Linked DNA regions of Rattus norvegicus: region 2 is linked to region 1. Evidence: chromatin contacts called from public Hi-C data. All regions are on one chromosome and are shown on one strand. The core of a region is the stretch at or near the end of the contact, and the rest is flanking DNA. Distances in the headings are between cores, read along the strand shown. Region 1 holds the start of C16h10orf71 (similar to human chromosome 10 open reading frame 71). Region 2 overlaps Tmem273 (transmembrane protein 273).

Region 1 (5,612 bases), core at 211-2,710:
GGAGGAGACTTCAGAGTCCGGGTGCTGCTGGCCATGACAGGCCTGTCCCAAGATTTTCCTTTTTTCTTTCTTTCTTAATCTTGTTTTTAAATTTTAATCCTTTGACCATGCATAATATATTTTGATTAGTTCTGCACTCACTACACCAGCTTGCTCCTCTTCCCTCCCTGCTGACCCTTTTCCGACAACATCATGCCTCACATTTCTCACTTTCATGTCCTTTTGCGTGTTCGTTTTGACTTTAATCAGGCCCGCTTGTGCGAACTGTGTTGCTGCTGTGGGTGTATGTGGATTAAAACTCTACCCGGCTCTGAGGGCACGTGCCCCACAAGTAGTCAACAACATTGTTCTGCAAAAGACCACACAGTTGATTTCATTCTTGCACTGTGCATGCTCCGGGCAGGTGTGTAAAAGCAGCCAGCCTGTATGCAAATGAATGTGCTGGGCTGGGTGCCAATGGAGTTTTATTTACAAATCCAGGCTCCCAGTCACAGGGCACCACTGTCCCCAAACACTGGAGAAGCAGACGTGGTTTGACATGCACATCTGATTCCTATATTTATAGAGGTATTTTTAAAGTGCCAAATAATATTTCTCAATTCTATGAAACTTTCATATATTCCTATTCATAAGTGTCCTTATCACTTACCAATCCTTCTCCATCCGGAAAGAAAGGATGGCTTTCCATCGGGCCAGTCTGACTTGTAGGGATCTGGCTAGGCTCCCCGGGGTTCACGAGGACAGGCAGTCTGCTGAGGGCTTTGTGTTGGAGACCCACGTGTTTTCAAAGCCCGTAAGTCAGAATGGCAGAAAGTGTCCCCATGGCCAGCGCCTCTCTCTGTGGTAGCCGAGTGACAAAGGAATCACCCCCCTTCAATTCTGTTGTAAAACCCAGGGACCCTGGTGGTCCCATTTGGCACCGAAAGGGTCAGACACCCACAAACATGTGCTCACTCTGCCCTGTAGGAGCCGAGTACTCTGACAGGTCCGTGGGAGGACAAAGTCACACACGTATGCTCTAAATCTTCTGTTCATGGCCCACAGGACACGCTCGACCTCTAAGACCCCAAGCGTTCAGTGTGCCCTTACCCCGAAGACACCAGGCTGCACACTTTCACACTTAGACCCCTCCCAGAGCTGACACCCTGCTACCGTTGGCTTGAGACTCCCTCAACTGTGTTAACTGTACCTTCTGTTCTTTCCGTGCAAGTGTCCCAGCTGCTGGTTCCACAGGCCTTCCCAGGATCCGGAGGGTGCACAGCTCTGCCCAGTTGCCCAAACTTCTTCCCCCTCAGCCAGGCTGCCCAGAGAGGAGAGGAAAGAGGATTCAGCACTCAGATTGCCCGAGCCTCACCAGGCTACCTACTTGAGTAAAAATCAGTGGCCAAAAGCTGCTAGACATGGAAGTCTCAGAAGCTTACCCAAGCAGAGACTGGCCCGGGGAAACCAAACGGTGCTCTTAGTGGGGAAGAGGCAAACAGTCAGCTAGCTCTGCAGTTAACACCCGCGTGGTGTCAAGTAACAGTCAGATTAAACAAACAGCCCCAGAGGCTATTTTTACATCCAGATCAGCCACGAGTAATAGATAACTTGGGGAGTGAAAATTGTTTGCTGATTAGCTGGACCCTCACCACGATTCGAGCCTCAGTTCAGAGTGATTTCCTAGGCTATCCCAGAACCTAGATTCGAATAAAAATATCTCAAGATGGGAAGGAAAACATTTGTCTTAAGAAACGCTAGGAACATGATAGCATACGCCTTGGAGCCAGTGCTGGAGGCCTGCTGATGTCCCAGAGCAGAAATAGCCTGTTTCATCATCGGCTCTGGACAACCACAGCCTGCATTCCTCGAGTAAGGAGCTATACTGTGCCATGCTTTTGGAGCAAGATAATTTGCCAGCCACAGGCTGGGGAAGGCTGATCTTTTCAAGGAGAGAGGTGCAGAAGGATGTGAAATAATCAGGGAAGATTCGAGGTAAGTGTCCACTCGACAACTTGGCCCTGTTGTTTGCAAAACCTCAGCACCAAATGACAAACCTTTTCTGTCAGCCCAGGGCTTCCCTCTCCTTCTCTGGGAAGGACTTCTGCTTCCTCCCCCAAAGTCCCAAGATAAGTTCACACCTGCCTTCTCTATAGCTGCTTCCTAGGTTGGCCTGGGGGTCATCTTCCCTACCTCTATATGGCCCTCAATCACCTTCTTCTTCTTCTCAGCCTGTGCTGTGCTAGCTCCCAATTGCTCTCCTCACCTTCCTCAAGCTGGTCCCATGAAAGCTCCCTTACTGTCAAGATTCAATGCAAGAATGTCTTCTCTTGTGACTAAAGACCCCCTTTGTGCTCCCTTGGTCTGTGGCTCGAATGATTAAAGTTACCTAGTCCTGTCAGATACAGGGCTCCTCAACGCCCTAGGGATAGCCCTGCAGAGTACTATACTTCTGGGTCTATTTGTGAACTGACTTTGTGGGCACCTCAAGGGCAGCCACCTCTGTCCTATCCTTGAACCTCAGTCTGTGAACATCAGACCTTGAGGTGGGCACAGCTATACTTTCCTGGCTCTGCACACAGAGATGGTTTGAAGAAGACCCAGAATGAATCTTCTAGCATTATCCATCCCAGCCAAGATATCTTGGTACCAACTTGAAATTGGAATGAGAACATTACAGAGGCTCAGGCAACCTTGATTCCATTAGCTAATGACAGCCAAACACTCTTCCTAGCTAAGCTTCAATTTAACCTATGTATAAACTGGAACGAATACCTGTTGCTCTGTGGGGGTTAAAGGTCAAAGGAATTCAGATATATACAAGATTGTATATTGATAAGATCCCCAAGTATCAGCAATGTTTTTACTATTTTTTTGCGATTTTTGTGACATTTGTTAATTCCCTTTATATAAAACTTAGTCCAACTTGCTTTTAAAAAAAAATAGAGCTTTCTATTAAGCAATGCCAAAGACAACCATAGATTTGATATTTTAGTGATCTTTTCCCCCATTACACATACAAGCAAATTCATAGTCCCTTGCCTTCTGTACACGGCCAGCGTCACTCCATCCCAACATTAGACGACACCAATCGCTAAACCTCACATCTGTGGAATTTGCCTTGGTTGAGTGAGCAACGAGAGCTGGAGCATTCGGCGAAGCCTCTGACTTCCCAGCTCTCGTCCCTGCCCTCCTCTGTCAGAGTCGCTCTTAATGCCTCACAGGTGGCCAGCATGACGTCATGTCTGGTCTGGGATCACAGAAACAGTGACCTGCGCTCCGAGGCAAGAGCTGATACTGTTTACTTGACGTGGCTGACTGACAAGAGACCAGGAGAACCTTCAGGGGGGGTGGGCAGGAGCGATGAGCAGCTTTGTCAACAAAGCTGGGAGAGAAAAATGGGGCGTCCATCTAGCAAGAACCTCTGAGCAAGCTAACCAGACCACAGCGACCACCCCAGAATCCACCTGCCCCAGGAAAAGCTTCCACAAGCCATGGATCCCACATCCGTATTAGTTTCCATGGGCACACACACGCTGAACATCCTTAGCAAAGACAACAGTTGGGCTTTGGACCAAGAACACAGGGTCTGCATAGCCCAGAGCTGGCATGGTTCCTGGGGTCTGGCCAAGGAGAAGTGACCACTGCCTTCCAGCCCAGGAGCCATGAGCTTCGTGGAAAGAATGTGAATGAAGACACCATTCTAAATGTAGACTCACGGGTGCTATGTGAGCCACCCTGCTTTGAATGGTCAGGAAAAACAAGGCTCACTTCTCGGTTCAACAGGAACATAAATAAAGTTGTCCTCAGGCAGTGTGTAACCATGTTCCATTCCTGCAGGGACAGCTCACAGCAGGGCCAGAGTATCCGTTTAATGGTGGGAGCAAAAAAAAATGGCCGCACTGTGGCCCCAATGCACGTGATCACTGGCTTCCTCTTACAGTGACTTCAGTCTGCGCTGCGTCTGTGTTAAGGAGACATGGTTTAAAAGCTGAGAGCAAGGGCAGGGCACAATGGCTTCTATAGCTGGTTTCTGGCTCTGGTTCTTTGAAACTCACATCCCTGCAAAGATTATGAGGTAATGCACCTGATTCTTCTACCCTTGTGGCCTGGACATGGGTTTTATTATTATTTTTTCCAGCACCAAGATTTCTTTGGGAATCATTTCTATCAGTGTCTTTGGGAGCCTGGCGCATCTTCCTGGCTTGATAATAAAATGAAAAAGCTAACCAGTACACACTGAACTCTTACACTGTACCTCCTACCAGTCAATGTCCTTACAGTAGTGAGCTACACACTACACACCCTTGATTCTAGCCTTTTGCTCCATCAGAGCTTTAGAAGTCAGAGGGAAGAAAAACACTTCCACTGCCCCTAGTAAACTATTTCTACTAGCTGGGCCATACCCACTAAAGGCTCCATAGCCTTCAGAGTCATTCCACAGCTGGGCTTGCTGGGGTAAGCCTGGAAGGCTTAGGCAATAGGTTCACGAGTTTAAGACCTGCTTCTGTGATGGAATGAGTTCAAGGCTAGCCTGGGCAACTTGGTGAGATACTGTCTCAAAATTAAGACAAAGAATAAATTAAAGGAAGGCTGGTGATTTAGTTTAGTGAACGTGCCTAGCATGTACGAGGCTCAAGGTTCAATCCTTAGCACAGGAGTAGGGGCAGCATTGAGACGTACCAAACAGCTAGGGTAGAATGCTCAAAACATGAGCCTATGTGGCACGTCTCAGATCAAAACCACAATGCCCTTTTGGGAATATGAGATCTGTGTGCACACAGAGGATGCTGACTGCTTATGCTGGTTCAGTGTCTGACACCAAGGGCTGAACTTAAAAGGAGTGTTCTATTAGTAGCTTACAGTCTGGATACAGTTCACAGACCCAGGTGGCTGAGGACACTTCCATGAGGCTGCTGCTCTTCCTGTCTGGATACAGTCGGGACATGTCCTAGCTGATGGAGTGAAATCTTGGCTTAAGGGTGAGATAGCCCCCTGAGGCTTAACCTCCAGGGTTCCTTGGTAAGGGCTTCATCACAATGGAAGAATGTGAAATGTGTGTGTGCGTGCGTGAGAGAGAGAGAGAGAGAGAGAGAGAGAGAGAGAGAGAGAGAGAGAGAGAGAGAGAGAGGCTTAGTAATCCCATGATACACAAACACTTCAATCACGTCCTGTATCGATCACATGTTGGGATGATAGTATAAATAACTTACAATGGTCCTGCTTGAGATTTTCCGCTTTATGTCTCTGATAAAGTGGCATGTGTCTGGTGGTCAGCCTCACAATATGAACCCTAATCGTTCCCAGGCTGGCAGTATCTGGTGGGCAGAGACAAGAAGCTACACCGCTCAGCCACCTCGAAGGGGGCAACTCACCTGACGTGTGCTCTGCCAGGTTGGCTGTTTTGCATCTGATGTTCTTCAACTGAGAATTTCAACTGAGCACGCGCTTGTTGGATCACAATCTCATGGTAAATTGGGGTAACACGATATGTTGGATATTTTGGGTTTAATAAAATGCATCATTAGACTTTGTTTCCATGTAGCCATTGAAAACCTGAGCTTGCAGGCCTATACAAAATTGGTCCTGACAGCTGTCAATCACTCAATCACGGAAATAGGATGGGCGGGTTC
Region 2 (5,177 bases), core at 1,328-3,827, 130 kb after region 1:
TCACGTGTGCAATGTTATCACACATTTGTCTCTGTAGTTGAACCCTGCTTGACTTTTTATCAACTTGATCTTATCACTTCAAGGCTTTGAGCTACTTCTGGGTCCACGCTGAGTTGCTTTGGACTGATTGGTCAGACATCCCAAGACTCTGCCTTCTACTGAGACTCTCCACCAACCAGGATAGGAGTCCAAGTTGCAAAGGTTCTCAGACATCAGCCTGGCCCCGGGGGGGGGGGGGGGGATGAGTTCTTCTAGTATTATGGGTACCTCTGTGCCACAGAGCAAGACACAAGGGGAGAAGGAGGTTTGGGGAGGGATCAGAAGTGATCTTGGACCACTGGAGCCAATGGGAATTTTCCAGAGGACTCTGGAGGTGGCTTTTGCGCTAATTCTTCGAGGTGACGAGAAACATCGGATCAGGGTATCATGACTTGCTCTGTTTCCTTGCTCTCACTGGGTTTGCCTGCAGCTACCCTAAAGTTCTTCACCTCATCCCATGTTCTCCACCTCACTCGACAGCCTGAGTTTTCTATGATCCTGTGTCAGGACTCTCCCCTCAGTCAGTGATCAGTCTGGTTGGTTCTCAAGGCCATCCTGGAGCCAGCCTTCTCCAACAAGAATCACCTGAAGTGGTTCCCCAGAGGAACCTCAAGATGCTACAAAGGATCAAGTGGCAAACACTCACTCCGGCCCTCTTGGTCACTCTTTGGCAATTCATGATCTCTGGGCACTTCGGGTTACCCTGCTGCTGTTCGTGTGTGTACCCTTTAATGACAGGGTGGATGCTGCTCGTGACATTGGAAGCCTTTTTCCTTTAGCTGGGAATGTCAGAATTCCTGAGATCTAAAGTTAGGGCCTACCGCCCACCCCTCAATGTTTAAGTACCAAGATGAGTGTGGGCAGGCATCGGTTGACAAACATTTAGGGCGGCCACCCCTATTTTTAGTCCAGATACTTATAGAAAGACACATGCCGACTAGCCCACAACTGGGAATCACACACCCTGATTCTGCCCAAATAAGGTGGCAGAGAATGTTAGCCCCCAGTGCGAGTGGACCCAACAGGTGGACAGCACAAAGAGGCCTGGATGCCAGGGATGGGCTTTTTGCGGGTCAGATTCCAACAGAGATGGGCAAGTCCAAACTGTGCCGTGGGCTCAGTCTTCTTGGCTCTCCTGAGGTGGCCCTGCCTTCTTCCGCTGGAAGGGAGGCTCGGCTACTTGATAGGGCCTTTACTCTTGTCTTTCCCCCCTTTTCAGTTCCAGCAAAGAACTTGGTCTTCATGCATGTTGAGTAAGTCCTCTACCCCTAGTTACCTACACCTCTAGTTCAAGAGCCATAAACTCTTACAGGAGCCATCTGCAGAGCGGGCCACAGGCTGCAGAGGCACAGAGAGGTTGCTGTGTTTGTGTCCTCATCAAATTTGTCTGAAGCTGCTTTAAACCCAAATGGGGTGTGGAGAGACAATTGAGTGCCTTGATGTACGTTCCTCTGAAAGAGAGCTCCTGTGTATAGGACGCCACCTATCCACACTTGAAGGCTATGTGGGCTCCTTCTCCGGAAAGTGCCAAGGTCTTAGGAAGTCCATCTAGAAGGCAGCAGCTGAAGTTATGCTCAACCTCATCACCCAGCTCATCAGGGACAGGGATGAGGGACAGTGCACATCTGTGCACATGCACGCATGCATGCACACACACGTGCACATGCATGTGCATGTGCACATGCCTGCATGTTGCAGCCAGGATCATGGGGTTAGAGGTAGCAGGTGACATTTGCCTCAGGGACAGCAGCCATGATATATCCATCCAGGTCCGGACTGCACAGGCTCTTAAGAGCCGGTTCCAGTACTTTGCTCTGTCTCATTACAAGAACTCCTACAAAACTTGTGGGCGGAAGCTCCTGCTGGGTTTGCTCGAACTTCCTCCTGGGGTCTCACACATCCCAGTGCAGGGCAAGGCATCCTGCAGTTCCATGACTCTGTTGGCAGACAAGCCCTGCTAGGGCTATCCATCCTCCAGCCTTTGCAGAGCTGGGGGATTGGTGAGGCTCTCTACAGCCCAAGAGGGACTCCCCCAGCTCGTGACCCTAGCAGGAGGCAGGTCGCCTGCTGGATGGATCCTTACCCAGGGGCTCATTAGAGAGCAGGGCTAGACCTCCCAGTGAGATAGCGAGAGCAGAGGAGCTAGGGCGGATAGGGAGGATTTTTCTCCCTGAGGAGGGGAAAGGCTGCCGCCGAGTGGCCAGAGGGCTGGCTAGCAGGAATTATTGCTCTAGTGCACAGCTCCACCCACTGACTAGGTTTGTCTCCATAAGATAATTCCCTCAGCGGGAAGGAAGGAAATCTCCTAAACTGGAAGATTCAGAGATTACTGGAATGCCTCAAGGCTTAGCGGGGATCCAAGCACAGTACAGAGAGGGTGGTGTCTCAGGGACCTGCAAAGGCTGAGCTGACCACAAGGCAGGAGTCCCAGCCTTGGGACCCAGAAGAAGGATCCCAGTGTTCAGGAAAACATGAACCTGGGTCGTATTGTTAACTAGGGCGGGACCTGGGGAGGCCTGGGCAGGGCTTGGGGCTCTGACGTTGGTTAGAGCTTCCTTCCATGCTCTCTTCCCTCTTCCCCAGTGGTCTGAGCTGCAGTGACAGCCTCTGGGTTGCCGGGTTTTGCTCCTGGCTCTGCATACAGGCCTCTGGCTTTCTCATCTGTGTCCTCATTTCCCTGTCAGTGCCATCTGTGTTCATAACAAATGTTCCCATTAAGAGCAACGCTCACCAAGCCGAGGACCCAAAGAGGAGACCTGGGAAGTTGATGATTGGGGGTTAAAAGCAGGCTGACCCCTAGGGACCTGGCCTCCCTAGAGGATGCCGTTCATGGTCCCTGCCTTCTGTCCACTACAAACAGAAAGAGGTGTATCTGTCAGCAAAGAGTTTGGTCCAAGGGGAGAATGGGACACATTTCTGAGGTTGGAATGTCAGCCAGAAATCCTGCTCTCACCCGTAGCCCGTGAGTGCAGTTCTGGGTCTTTCCTAGGTCCACAAGTGGTTCAGTGTAGCTGCAGCAGCAGGCTTAATGTAAAGAAATGTCAGTGCAATGGAGCTTATTGGGGGTTTCATCCAATAGAGAAAATCAAGGTCATTGTGTGTGTGTGTGTGTGTGTGTGTGTGTGTGTGTACGCATGTGAACAGGTGCACATTGTGTGGGTAGATTTCTGTAGGAAAGAGATATCTGTATGTTTCCAAAAGGAACTGTAGTCCAAACAAGGCTGTGAGATTTGCTTCAGAATCTCCAGGATTCACTTGCTTGTCAAGTGTCTCAGATAAAACTTCCAAACTAGGGGCTGAGGAGATAAATGATCAGTGGCTAACATCACTTGTTGCTCTGCTAGAGGACCTAAATTTAGTTCTCGGCACCAAATCCAGGCAGCTTATAGCTGCCTGTACTCATAACTCCAGGAGGACTGATATTTCTACTAGTCTCCTTAGTCATGTGGACTTACACATGCATGAAGACACCTGTGTATACACACAATTAGAAGTGAAACCAGTCTGTAAAAATAAATCCTGAACTGTTACAATGACTCCACTCCCCACCAAACATAGAAACCAGCTGACCTGTAAGAGTCCACGATTTGCTGAAGAATGATACCCGGGACCCAAATAGTATGTAAACTCAAAGAACATTTTATTCTGCTGAGGTCCAGCATGCTGGGGTCTACCATCTATAAAGATGGAGAGACCCCAAAGTGAGCTCATAGACCTGACTTAAAGCATATTAGGGGTATTCTGGGGAGGGGTAGGTGAACTCTGTAGGATTAATGGTGGGGCCCCATGTCTGCTCCACCATAGGGCTCAAGACACTCAGGGAAGCAGGATGTTGGAAGTTGACTGTGCTTACCGGACAGGTGTTGTGCTGTGGGGAAGCCTCTGGACACCGCTCCACGGGTGGGGAAGCACAGTCTGTGGCACAGGACACAGCCAGAGTTGGCTCGGGGGTCCCTGGGCTTGCAAGGAGGGGAGGCAGCCTGGTTCTCAGGCTCTTGGGCAGGCCCGAGGGACTGGATCCTGGGGCTGAGGTGGGGAAGAGGGGGAGCTTTGGTTGGTCCTGCCTGGTCCTGTCTTTGGCTTGACTACAGTAGGCTTGAGCTTGGCTGTCGCTGCTAGGAGTGCAAGGAGGCTTTCTTTAGGAGATTAGATGGCTCTGTAGGTGAAGGCCTTCTCTATGGCTCCCCATAGTGGATTCCGATGAAAAGAGGCAGTTCATGGTTTCAAGACATTTATTGTCATGGCAGAAAGTGGATGAGTAAAACTATACCTCCCTTCTCAGAGTGGGCCTGAGATTAAATACCTTTTGCAGGGAGGAGAGGCTGGGAAGGGAAAGTCCTTGGCTAAGCCTCCAGGCCTTTAGGTACCTCATTATAATGGAGATCTGTCTTCAGACTACATCACTTGTGGTCACATCCTCTACCTGTAGAGGGGTATGGAGCGTTATCCTTATGTGACTGATGGCCACAAATCTATGGAGGGCTGCAGCTATGACTGGCCTGGTTTCCCGGTAGTCAGGTAGGCCTCCTTCAGGGGCTCAAGTGTCCTCGACTGGAAACCAGGGTGCCTTTCACAGTCCCACAGACCTCTATCTTAATCTTGGCTCTATCTCTAGAGACATTCCAGAACCATCGCTGGTCCCTGGGGGTTGGGAATTCTTGCTTCTGAGGCCTGAACTTGCTGGGCTTGCCTGGGCTTGCCCAGTTCTTAGAAACAGAGGTTTAGGCCTAGTCCTTGAGCTGTCAAGCTGAAGCCTGTCATGGAGTCAACCTGTCTCTGTCCTTTGTGTAGTGCTAGCTGAACACTGAGGGTGTGCTGAGTGTCACTGAGGGTGGTCAGTGGTCATGGGTGAATGGAAAAACTCTTTGCTCATTCGGCAAGCAGAGCCTCACTCCCTTTCACCCTAGGGGGTCAGGGCTCAGGAGGCAGCCTCCTGAGAGCTCAGTGGGAAGGGCCCAGCCACCTGTTCTCTCCCATGGAAGATCCACTGAGGTGCATGAGAGGAGGCTGAGATTAAGTTGGTCACTGGCCCGAGTGGGTGTGCGGGTCTAAGTCCCTACTGTTGCTACTTTTATTCTCTAGACTTTCAGCCAACTGCAGTCTATTATGATCTGAAAAACTTAATAGGAATTTCCTGA

Evidence for each region. A called contact is a pair of places that touch in the nucleus more often than the background predicts.
Region 2: a contact with region 1 is called in a Hi-C map of the A7r5 cell line, with 2.2 times the contacts expected there. The contact joins the enhancer-like site here to the promoter of C16h10orf71 in region 1. A contact is called at or near these places in 2 of 12 Hi-C or Micro-C datasets (the A7r5 cell line and psoas muscle).

The regions. Positions count from the first base shown.
Region 1 is chr16:7,943,096-7,948,707 of GRCr8, forward strand. C16h10orf71 (similar to human chromosome 10 open reading frame 71) reads right to left here and starts at 1,461. Exons shown (of 5, transcript NM_001419656.1): 1 at 1,190-1,461. It overlaps LOC102547142 (a long non-coding RNA gene), which reads left to right and starts at 1,779. Exons shown (of 4, transcript XR_005494704.2): 1 at 1,779-1,974; 2 at 5,287-5,449.
Region 2 is chr16:8,068,939-8,074,115 of GRCr8, forward strand. All of the region lies in intron 1 of Tmem273 (transmembrane protein 273), which reads left to right. Among named protein-coding and RNA genes, the nearest start is that of Tmem273, 16 kb to the left of the region's middle. Within about 2 kb of position 2,578, at least 9 of the 93 cell types and tissues checked have an H3K27ac peak or open chromatin away from gene starts, as enhancers often do. A contact at or near this core is called in the A7r5 cell line, where this site is marked.